Linked DNA regions of Mus musculus: all the other regions are linked to region 3. Evidence: chromatin contacts called from public HiChIP or PLAC-seq data. All regions are on one chromosome and are shown on one strand. Each heading gives the region's core, a stretch centred on a gene start, on an enhancer-like site or on the middle of the called end of the contact. The rest is flanking DNA. Distances are from core to core; before and after follow the strand shown. Region 1 holds the start of Tmem101 (transmembrane protein 101). Region 2 has its middle 4.1 kb from the start of Ppy. Region 3 has its middle 22 kb from the start of Gm39392.

Region 1 (2,755 bases), core at 127-2,626, 350 kb after region 3:
GCCAGCCAGGCAGTGGTGGTGGTGGTGGCGGCGGTGAATGCCTTTAATACCAGCACTTGGGAGACAGAGGCAGATGTATGTGTGTGTTTGAGCCATCCTGGTCTACAGAGAAACCCTGTCTAGAAACAAAACAATGCAAAACAAATAGGCCCACTATCCCATAGCTGTTCACACCTGCCTCCCCTACTAGACTGACAGTCTGATCCTTTCGGACCCTGCCTCCAAGCTACCTCACCTCTAGGCTACCAGTAGCCGGTATAAGCATCTGCATTTGAAGGCACAAATTCTGCACTAGTATTAATCACATTTCATAAAACCTGATGGGTAGACCAGATATTCTCCAAGGCCTCTTTTGTTTTACAAGTCTGACACCAATAAAGTAATGGTTTAAAAGATTCTGAGAATCAGATAACTCTGGGTTACCGATCCCTTCCATACACTGTGGCATGATTTTGGGAGAGTCCATTTTCCATCTCTGGACCTCCCTTTTCACAGTCTACAAGGGAGGTCGGTGTGGTCTCTATGGGTCTGACACGTCTGTGGTCTGTAATGATTGCCACAAAACTGCTGCAAACCTAGTACCTCAGTTTTCCCGGGCTTCAAGTTCAGGAGTACCATACATGCCCACCACATACATCAGGAACCTTCAGCTCCTTCCCATAGCTAAATCTCGTCTAGAGTCCCCGTGCTCACCTTTAGCCAGTCCCCGTAGTGGACATAGCCCCCGATGTAAGCGGTGTAGGTGCTGATGGCTAGCTGCAGCGCGGCGCCCAACGCAAACCAACGCCGCTTCACTCCGAAGGACATGAAGCTAGCACACAACACAGCTGCCCCCATGTCGAAATATAGATAAGGCACTGGGATGTCGGGCTTCCTGTGGATCGAGTGTAGGGAACAAGGAGGACAGAATGAATAGAGAGTAAGTATCTGGGGACCTCTGTAAGTTCCTGCAATCGCCACTGCCCCCCAAAAACCCGAGATCCTTCTCACTGCCGGAGCCGCCGCCACATCAGTAATGGCCGTACAATCGAAAGAGAGCATCTTCCAACCTGTTTGAGTACCAATTCCTCCCAGTCTAAGTATCCCGACTTCTGGGCCCCAACATCACCGCACCCCAGTTCCTGGGACAGGTCGGACCGCCCCCCACCGCATTCGACGACTTCGTGGGCGCGCTCACCGGCGCGCCTCGGCCCTTTCAGCGTACAACATAAGTTGGCTGAAGCAGCCCCAAAAGGGGCAGCGCGTGAGCAGCACGGAACCCAGCTGCATGATCAGCTGCAGCATCCAGCGTCTCGATCCAATCTTCGAAGCCATCTTGGGAAAGGGCAGTCCGCTACGGCCTCAGCCGGGTCCGGGAGACCAGCAGCGGGGAATGATACAGGCAACTTCCGGTCCCTGACTGTTTTTCTTTTCGTCGGGAAACAAAGCTCTTGCTCCCTAGTTCCGGGTGGGAAAAATGTGTTCTAGAAGGAGGAGTCAGCCTTTCTGAACGCTCCCCATGAAGAGAACTCAGAGCTTCAATTTGCCCTTTCTTTCCCTTTAAAAAGAAAAGATTTGTTTAGGGGCTGGTGAGATGTTTCAGCGGTTAAGGACACTGCTGCTCTTCCAGAGCTCCTGAGTTCAATTCCCAGCAACCACAAGGTGGTTTACAACCGTCTTTAAAGGGATCTGATGCCCTCTTCTGGCATACCGGTGTACGTGAAAACAGAACACTCATACATTAAAAACAAAATATAGACCACTTGTTTATTTTTTTAAGAATTTTTATTTATTTTATTTATGAGTGTACTGTCGCTGTCTTCTGACACACCATCAGGGCATCAGATCTCATTACAGTTGGTTGTATACCATCATGTGGTTGCTGAGAATTCAACTCAGGACCTCTGGAAGTCAGTGCTCTTAAGTGCTGAGCCATCTCTCCAGCTCTGATTTGTTTATTTATGTATATGAATATTCTATTTACATGTATGCCTGCATGACAGAAAGGGGCATCAGATCCTATCATAGATGGTTGTGAGCCACTAAGGTTGCTGGGGACTGAAGTCAGGATCTCTGAAACAAAAGCCGGTGTTCTTTGTACTCTCAAAATGGGACAGGAGCAAGGAGCATGGGGTTGAAACATCAGAAATCCTGGAACACAGCTTGATGTATGGAAGCAACCGACTCTGGACATAACCAGACCTGGACTCCAAGCTGAAAACCGATCCTGTGTCATCTAAATGGAGACTCAAGTGTGAGATGGGGATAATGGCTTTCCACCTCATCACTGCTGGGAGACTTAAATGTAGCAAAGGTGGTTTGGCAGATAATAAGGGTCCCATAAAAGGGTGTGATACAGACCCCAGAGAGAATTCTCTGTCTTTGCTGTCTTTGGCCGAACTTTTAAAGTAAGGAGTCCTCTTGTCTCTAAGTCACCTCTCTTTTGGTCTTGCTGCTTTTGTCTCCTAAGAAAAGAGGAGAGACCTACGTATCCATACAACACAGATGGGAGTTGCTCCCAAGAACCTTTCTAAACATGTCCACCTCCCCCATATCCTTTCTTTCCCTAACTCTGGTGGGTGGTTGGCTAAAAGGGAGGTTAAAGCATTTAAGAACCATCATTAAATATTAAACCTACAGCTCTGCCTGCCTGTGCCTCCTGAGTGCTAGAATTAAAGTCACCATGCTCATCTCACATTCCTCCTCCTCCTCCTCCTCCTCCTCCTCCTCCTCCTCTTTCTTTAAACAAAGACTAAGTATATCAAAGAACTGGGAA
Region 2 (2,700 bases), core at 92-2,591, 290 kb after region 3:
TCAGCTCCCTCCCAGAGGCTCCACTTAGCTGGGATGGGCAGAGCAAGAGAGGGCAATCCCTCTGCTCCCCTAGTTCTAGATACAGAGCAGACATACTAGGCCCCCACAGCAACCCTGAAGGAAGAGCCCCCATAGCTCAGCAGAATGCTATGGCGTCTCTCCAGCGCTGGCCTCTGCTGACCCTAGAAATAGCCCCCTGGAAAGGCACTGCCCCCTCACGATCCCAGAGACAACTCTTCCCCAGGATCTGTGTGTGATCTTGGAACAACAACAACAACAAAAATTACCTGACCCCAGGAGCCTCCCACCTCGGCCTCCCATTTGGAAGACACTGTGCCCTAGTCAAGACAGTCTGTTGGCCATGTGCTTCCACCCCCACACTCTCTTTGTTCCCAATTCCTGGGCCGTGACACAGGAGCAGGAGAAAGCCTCGCCGGGGTGGGGCCTTAGTGGGACAGGGTCAGGGATCCCTAGAAATATAAACGGACTCTGACGTCCTGGCCAGAGACCTTTTGCTTTGCCGCTCTGCACCTGCCCAGTACGATGGTAATGTCTAGAGGCTAAGTGTGGGACGAACCCCTATCACCTGTGCTCTTCAGGAACTTGGGGATGGAGACTGGCACCAAGGGCCCCTCCACGTGCCCACTGAGGGCATGAAAAAGTGAAGCCATTCTATTGGTCAGGACAGCTGCCATAGAGAGCTTCCTGTTCCTGCTTGAGGTGGTGCAGATGAGGAGAAGAGGCTAAGAGAGATTTCAGGGGCTCAAGGGTTCAAAGGAAGTAGCCTATCTGGGGTATCACAGTCTGTGATGTGGAGGGGGCGGGGTTCTGTGCGTGAATGGAGATGGAGGAATCGCTGGACTGGCTCTTCAGTGTGCAACTATGTTATTCATTTAAAGAGTTCCTAAGAGCCAGATATGGATCCAAGTGGTAGCGAGTACCACACCAAACAGAAAGTCTGCAAAGAGCCCACCTGTGATGTGGTGGCAGGAGGTAGGGCTGGGAAGAGACTCAGACAATAGTTCCAAACATTTAGTATAGAATACAGCAAGAAGTGGGCACGGCAGGGGCAGAGATATGGTAGTGCATGTCTAGGCGTGCCCTAATCTCCCTGGGAACCAGGGAGTTCCTTGAGGTGCTCTAGCACCAATGTGTACTGAGGCAGCTACAGCTCCTGGTCTTAGCTCTGACACACACACACACACACACACACACACACACACACACACACACACTCCAGGCTTTCTCAGTAGACTCAGGGCGGGCACAGCTAGGTCCCACCCTCAGCCCATCGCCCTTCTCGGGGTCACCTGACCATGCTGTCTGTCCCGCCCTCCCCCTCCCCCCACCAGACCGTGGCTCTGCCCTGCGCGTGCGCACTGGCTCTGGGTTGCCTAGCGGCGCTCCTGGTGCCACCCAGTGGCGCCCTGGAGGACGAGGTCCACCTGCAGCCGATTCCCGAGCCCAGGTCGGTCAGTTGGTTTTCAAGTTTCGGCCAGATCAACAAGTACTTGGAGAAGCTCTTCAGCAACAGGTGGGGTTGATGGAGGAATGAGGAGGAGGGGAGGTAATCTGGCACCCCTGCTTATGTCTCGGCCCCACGATCTCTGCAATGACGTGTCCCCTAGTTCGAAGAAATTCAAAAACCTCATGAAACCCTCCAACACCACCAAATCTGCCCCATCGAACACCACAGAACGTCCTTACTTGGATGCCACGAACCCCCTACGGAAAAGCATCAGCAAACCCCCAACACAGGAACCCCGCGGACGCCTGTCACTAGCCTCCTCCCCAGGCTCCAGGTAGGCAAGGCTGGTGCAGCCAGCAGAGGCCTCCACCCATATCCTTGGGCAAGTGGGAAGAAGTGAGAAGGGAAAGCCCTGGCCACTTGTAAGGGGTACACCAGGGCCAGGGATGTTCCTCTTCAGGCTGGACCTAGACTCCCAGAGGCCTAGCCTGGATCTGGCTACCCACAGACTCCTTTAGACGATGAGCTGTGCCTCTGTTCCTCCCTACCCATGCAGCCTGAACAATAGACAGCAATAATGGAACTGACAAGATGGCTCAGTGGTAAGGGCACTTGCCACTAAGCCTGCCGGCCAGATTTCCACCCCCAATCTCATAAGACAGAAGAAAGGACACGTGTACCGTGACTTGCGTGTGCACACATGTAATGCAAACACACAATGACAATAAAGGAATGGATAAATACATTTTTAACAAGAATCTCTATTGTTTCTGTGACTTCTGTGGGCACTGGCAGGAAGGGCCTGTCCTCCAGTGAGGAGGGAACCTTGTCATTCCTCTTGTAGGGCAAATAGATCTCAGCCTAGGTTTTTCCCTGCATCTCTCTGCAACCTACTCACCCACTTTCCACCACCTCACCCTGCATCTACTGCTTCCAAGGTGACCAGATGTGACTTGGAGAAAGAAGATGAAAGAGTTGGTCCTAGAAACTTCAAAATCGGGGCTTCAGCCAGACCTGCTCCCTGCCAAAGTTCATGGAAGAGCAGATCCGGCTGGAATCACAGTCTAGCCTGTGAAAGTGGCAGAAAATCAAACACAGGGGAGTAGAGCGGGGGTGGGGTGGGGTCATTCCTCCTACCTCAGGTTCACAGATCCCAGGAAGTGGGGAGACCTGATGGAGTCTGTTCCTGAAGTCCGGTCATCAAGGACACAGCACACACACCTTCCTATCAC
Region 3 (2,700 bases), core at 5-2,504:
AGTTCCAGGACAGCCAAGGCTACACAGAGAAACCCTGTCTCGAAAAACCAAAAATAAAATAAAATGATAAAACAAAATAAAAGGGGCCCACAAAGGGGCTGGAGAGATGGCTTAACAGTTAAGAGCACTGACTGTTCTTTCAGAAGTCCTGTGTTCAATTCTCAGCAACCACATGGTGGCTCACAACCATCTGTAATGGGATCTGATTCCCTCTTCTGGTGTGTCTGAAGGCAGCCACAGCGTACTCACACACATAAAATAAATATCTAAAAGGGAGAGGGCATAAGCCTCCCTCTCTCTTTGGTATCTGTGGGCTCATAGGCAGAGAGTGACTTGTAGAGATGTAGGATTCGTCGTCTCTGCCACAAGCATCCAAGTGTCTGAGCTGCTCTAGTGAACTGCCGCCCAGTGTTTTTACAAGGCACCCGCTGACTGCTGAAGGTGAGGACAGGGAAATGGGCTCTGGCCATTCCGGCAGACCCTTTTAGCTGTTGCTCATTCGGGCGCCTCTCAGCCCATCTATGGGTTTCTGGATGGTTTGCTGGAATTCTCTCTGAAATGTGCCAAGCTTCCTGCCCAGGAGAAGACATTCACTTAATTTATTTAATCTGGATGATTTAATTCTCTCATTCAGATGGAACGAAACACAAATTTTGCATTAGAGGGGGCCGAGGGAGAGAGAGGAATGGAGGTTGAAAGGCAGTGACGTCACTATGCCCGCGGCAGAATGTCTCTCCCACAGACCGCGGGCATCCCACATAACTCGGCATTTTGGAAGCCCAAAGAGTAAAGGCCTGGCCGTAGGGCCTTCCCATGCAAAAGAATTGACCGTGTCTGATTTCTGTGTTTCCACTCCGGGCTTAGACTCTCACTGCTTGTACTTCCTAAGCTCCGGGGTCCTCAGCTGCCCCCCTTCGCTCTTGCTCCTCTCCCGGCTCCCTTGAACTTGAGCTCTCTGGTTCGGCAAACATCAGCCCTGCCTCTGCATGTTTCTCACAGTTGGCCCACCCTGTGAGCCCTGCGTGTTCTCAGTTTAGCTTTTGCGTTTCTAGATGCTTTCTCACCCTGTCTCTCTTCTGCCTCTTTCCCTTCCTCCGTCTCTTTCCCGTCCCCTGTATCTTTATTGTGGTGCTTTGTGCACCAAGCTGAAATTCTTTGCACATGTGATTCTCCCCCACATACAGCCACAAGTTTTTTCTAGGCAAGAGAGTGTCTTGCTCATCTATGAATCACCAAGTCCCAGGGCGATGCTCACCACAGAGGAGGTGCTGGGCCAACAGAAGCTTGCTGAATGAATAAAAGAACCCACAAACGGGAGGACCAGGACCAGGATGAACGCCGCAGGCCTCGGGCATGCGCACAGACATGTGCCACCCTCCGCATCTCAGTCCTTCTAGGCTGTGGTCATCACACAGATATCCACCCCCACAAGAGTCAAAGGGCCACCCCTAACTCATGCTCCTGGTTCATTCGTGTTCTGCACACAGTGGCCCTGTGCTTTCAGAAGAACTTTGGGTAGCCAAGGCTGCCCTTTGAATATTGCCCAGGATGAGGGAGAAGGGTGGGACTGGAGGTGCATCCGGCATCCCAGTATGGCCTCCAAGGCAAAAGCTCTGTGGAGGGACCCAGTGGGGGCTACCCTGCCTGTGCTAGCAGGCTGGGGTGGGAGGGTGAGGGAGGAAAAGTCCCACAAGTGATAAAGATCTTGATAAAGATCAAAGCGGTGGGGACAGACGAATGCTCCTGCAGGTAACTGGCTTCTCTATATTCCACTCCTCACTGGGGAATGTTTCCAAGTACCAACATGTTAATAAGTGAATGAACATGCATGTGAATGCTATTTGACCATGGGCACATAATTCCCCTCTGTCCCGCCCATCCTTCCTTCCTTCCTTCCTTCCTTCCTTCCTTCCTTCCTTCCTTCCTCCCTCCCTCTCTTCCCTTTGACAGGGTCTCATATCCAAGGTGAACCCTGAATTATCTATGTAGTCAAAGATGAATTTGAACTTTAGATCATCCTGTCTCCATCTCCGCTCCCAGATGCTGGCACTACAGGCACCTGTCCCTATGCTTGGTTTTATGCTATCCTGAGGACGAATGGGAACCAGAGCTTTGTGATGGCTACCCAAGCTTTCTACCAAGGGAGCCACACCTCCAGCCTGACCCTACCCCTCCTTCCATCTCTCTTTTCTTTCCATGCACGGACTCATGCATGCTAGGCAAGAACTGCACCTCTGAGCTGATATCCCCAGTTTCCCAGGTATTTCTTTAAAACAATTTATGTATTTTTATTTTACGCATGTGAGCGCTTTGCTTACGTGTATGTATATGCTCCGTGTGTGTGCCTGGTGTCTGTGGAGACCAGAAGACAGTGTCAGATCCCGTGGAACTGGAGTTACAGATGGTTGTGAGCTGCCACGTGGGTGCTGGGAACTGAGCCCAGCTCTTCTAGGAGAGTAGCGAGTGCCCTTAACCACTGGACCATCTCCCTAGCTCCTTCCTCCTCCCCTTATAAGGAGGAGTGGATTGGCCTAGTTATCTCCAGGGTCTCTGGTTCTTCTAGGCCCTTTCCCCCTTTGCCTTACTAGTGACCCTGACCCTGCACAAATATAACTTATCACTTGCTTACAATAAGTATGACTATGGCCTCAACACTGTCATTAGCTGAGCTGTCAGTATAGAAAACCCAGTACTCTAAAT

Evidence for each region. HiChIP or PLAC-seq counts read pairs in DNA pulled down with a chosen protein or histone mark.
Region 1: a FOXA1 HiChIP or PLAC-seq map of pancreatic cancer cells shows a contact between it and region 3. The contact joins the promoter of Tmem101 here to the enhancer-like site in region 3. A contact is called at or near these places in 2 of 39 promoter capture datasets (embryonic stem cells and hippocampal neurons), 2 of 484 Hi-C or Micro-C datasets (both in embryonic stem cells), 3 of 115 datasets of contacts at active chromatin or transcription factors (embryonic forebrain, embryonic midbrain and pancreatic cancer cells) and 1 of 9 other capture datasets (embryonic stem cells).
Region 2: an HNF4G HiChIP or PLAC-seq map of pancreatic cancer cells shows a contact between it and region 3. The contact joins two enhancer-like sites. A contact is called at or near these places in 4 of 39 promoter capture datasets (3T3-L1-derived adipocytes, liver and maxillary cranial neural crest), 2 of 484 Hi-C or Micro-C datasets (bone marrow-derived macrophages and cortical neurons), 2 of 115 datasets of contacts at active chromatin or transcription factors (embryonic limb bud and pancreatic cancer cells) and 3 of 9 other capture datasets (adipose tissue, liver and macrophages).

What each region holds. Positions count from the first base shown.
Region 1 is chr11:102,155,031-102,157,785 of GRCm38.p6, forward strand. It overlaps Tmem101 (transmembrane protein 101), which reads right to left and starts at 1,377. Exons shown (of 4, transcript NM_029649.2): 1 at 1,178-1,377; 2 at 694-874. The coding sequence starts at 1,314.
Region 2 is chr11:102,095,835-102,098,534 of GRCm38.p6, forward strand. No RefSeq gene overlaps it. Among named protein-coding and RNA genes, the nearest start is that of Ppy, 4.1 kb to the right of the region's middle. Within about 2 kb of position 1,342, at least 134 of the 459 cell types and tissues checked have an H3K27ac peak or open chromatin away from gene starts, as enhancers often do. A contact at or near this core is called in pancreatic cancer cells, where this site is marked.
Region 3 is chr11:101,806,232-101,808,931 of GRCm38.p6, forward strand. No RefSeq gene overlaps it. Among named protein-coding and RNA genes, the nearest start is that of Gm39392, 22 kb to the left of the region's middle. Within about 2 kb of position 1,255, at least 49 of the 459 cell types and tissues checked have an H3K27ac peak or open chromatin away from gene starts, as enhancers often do. A contact at or near this core is called in pancreatic cancer cells, where this site is marked.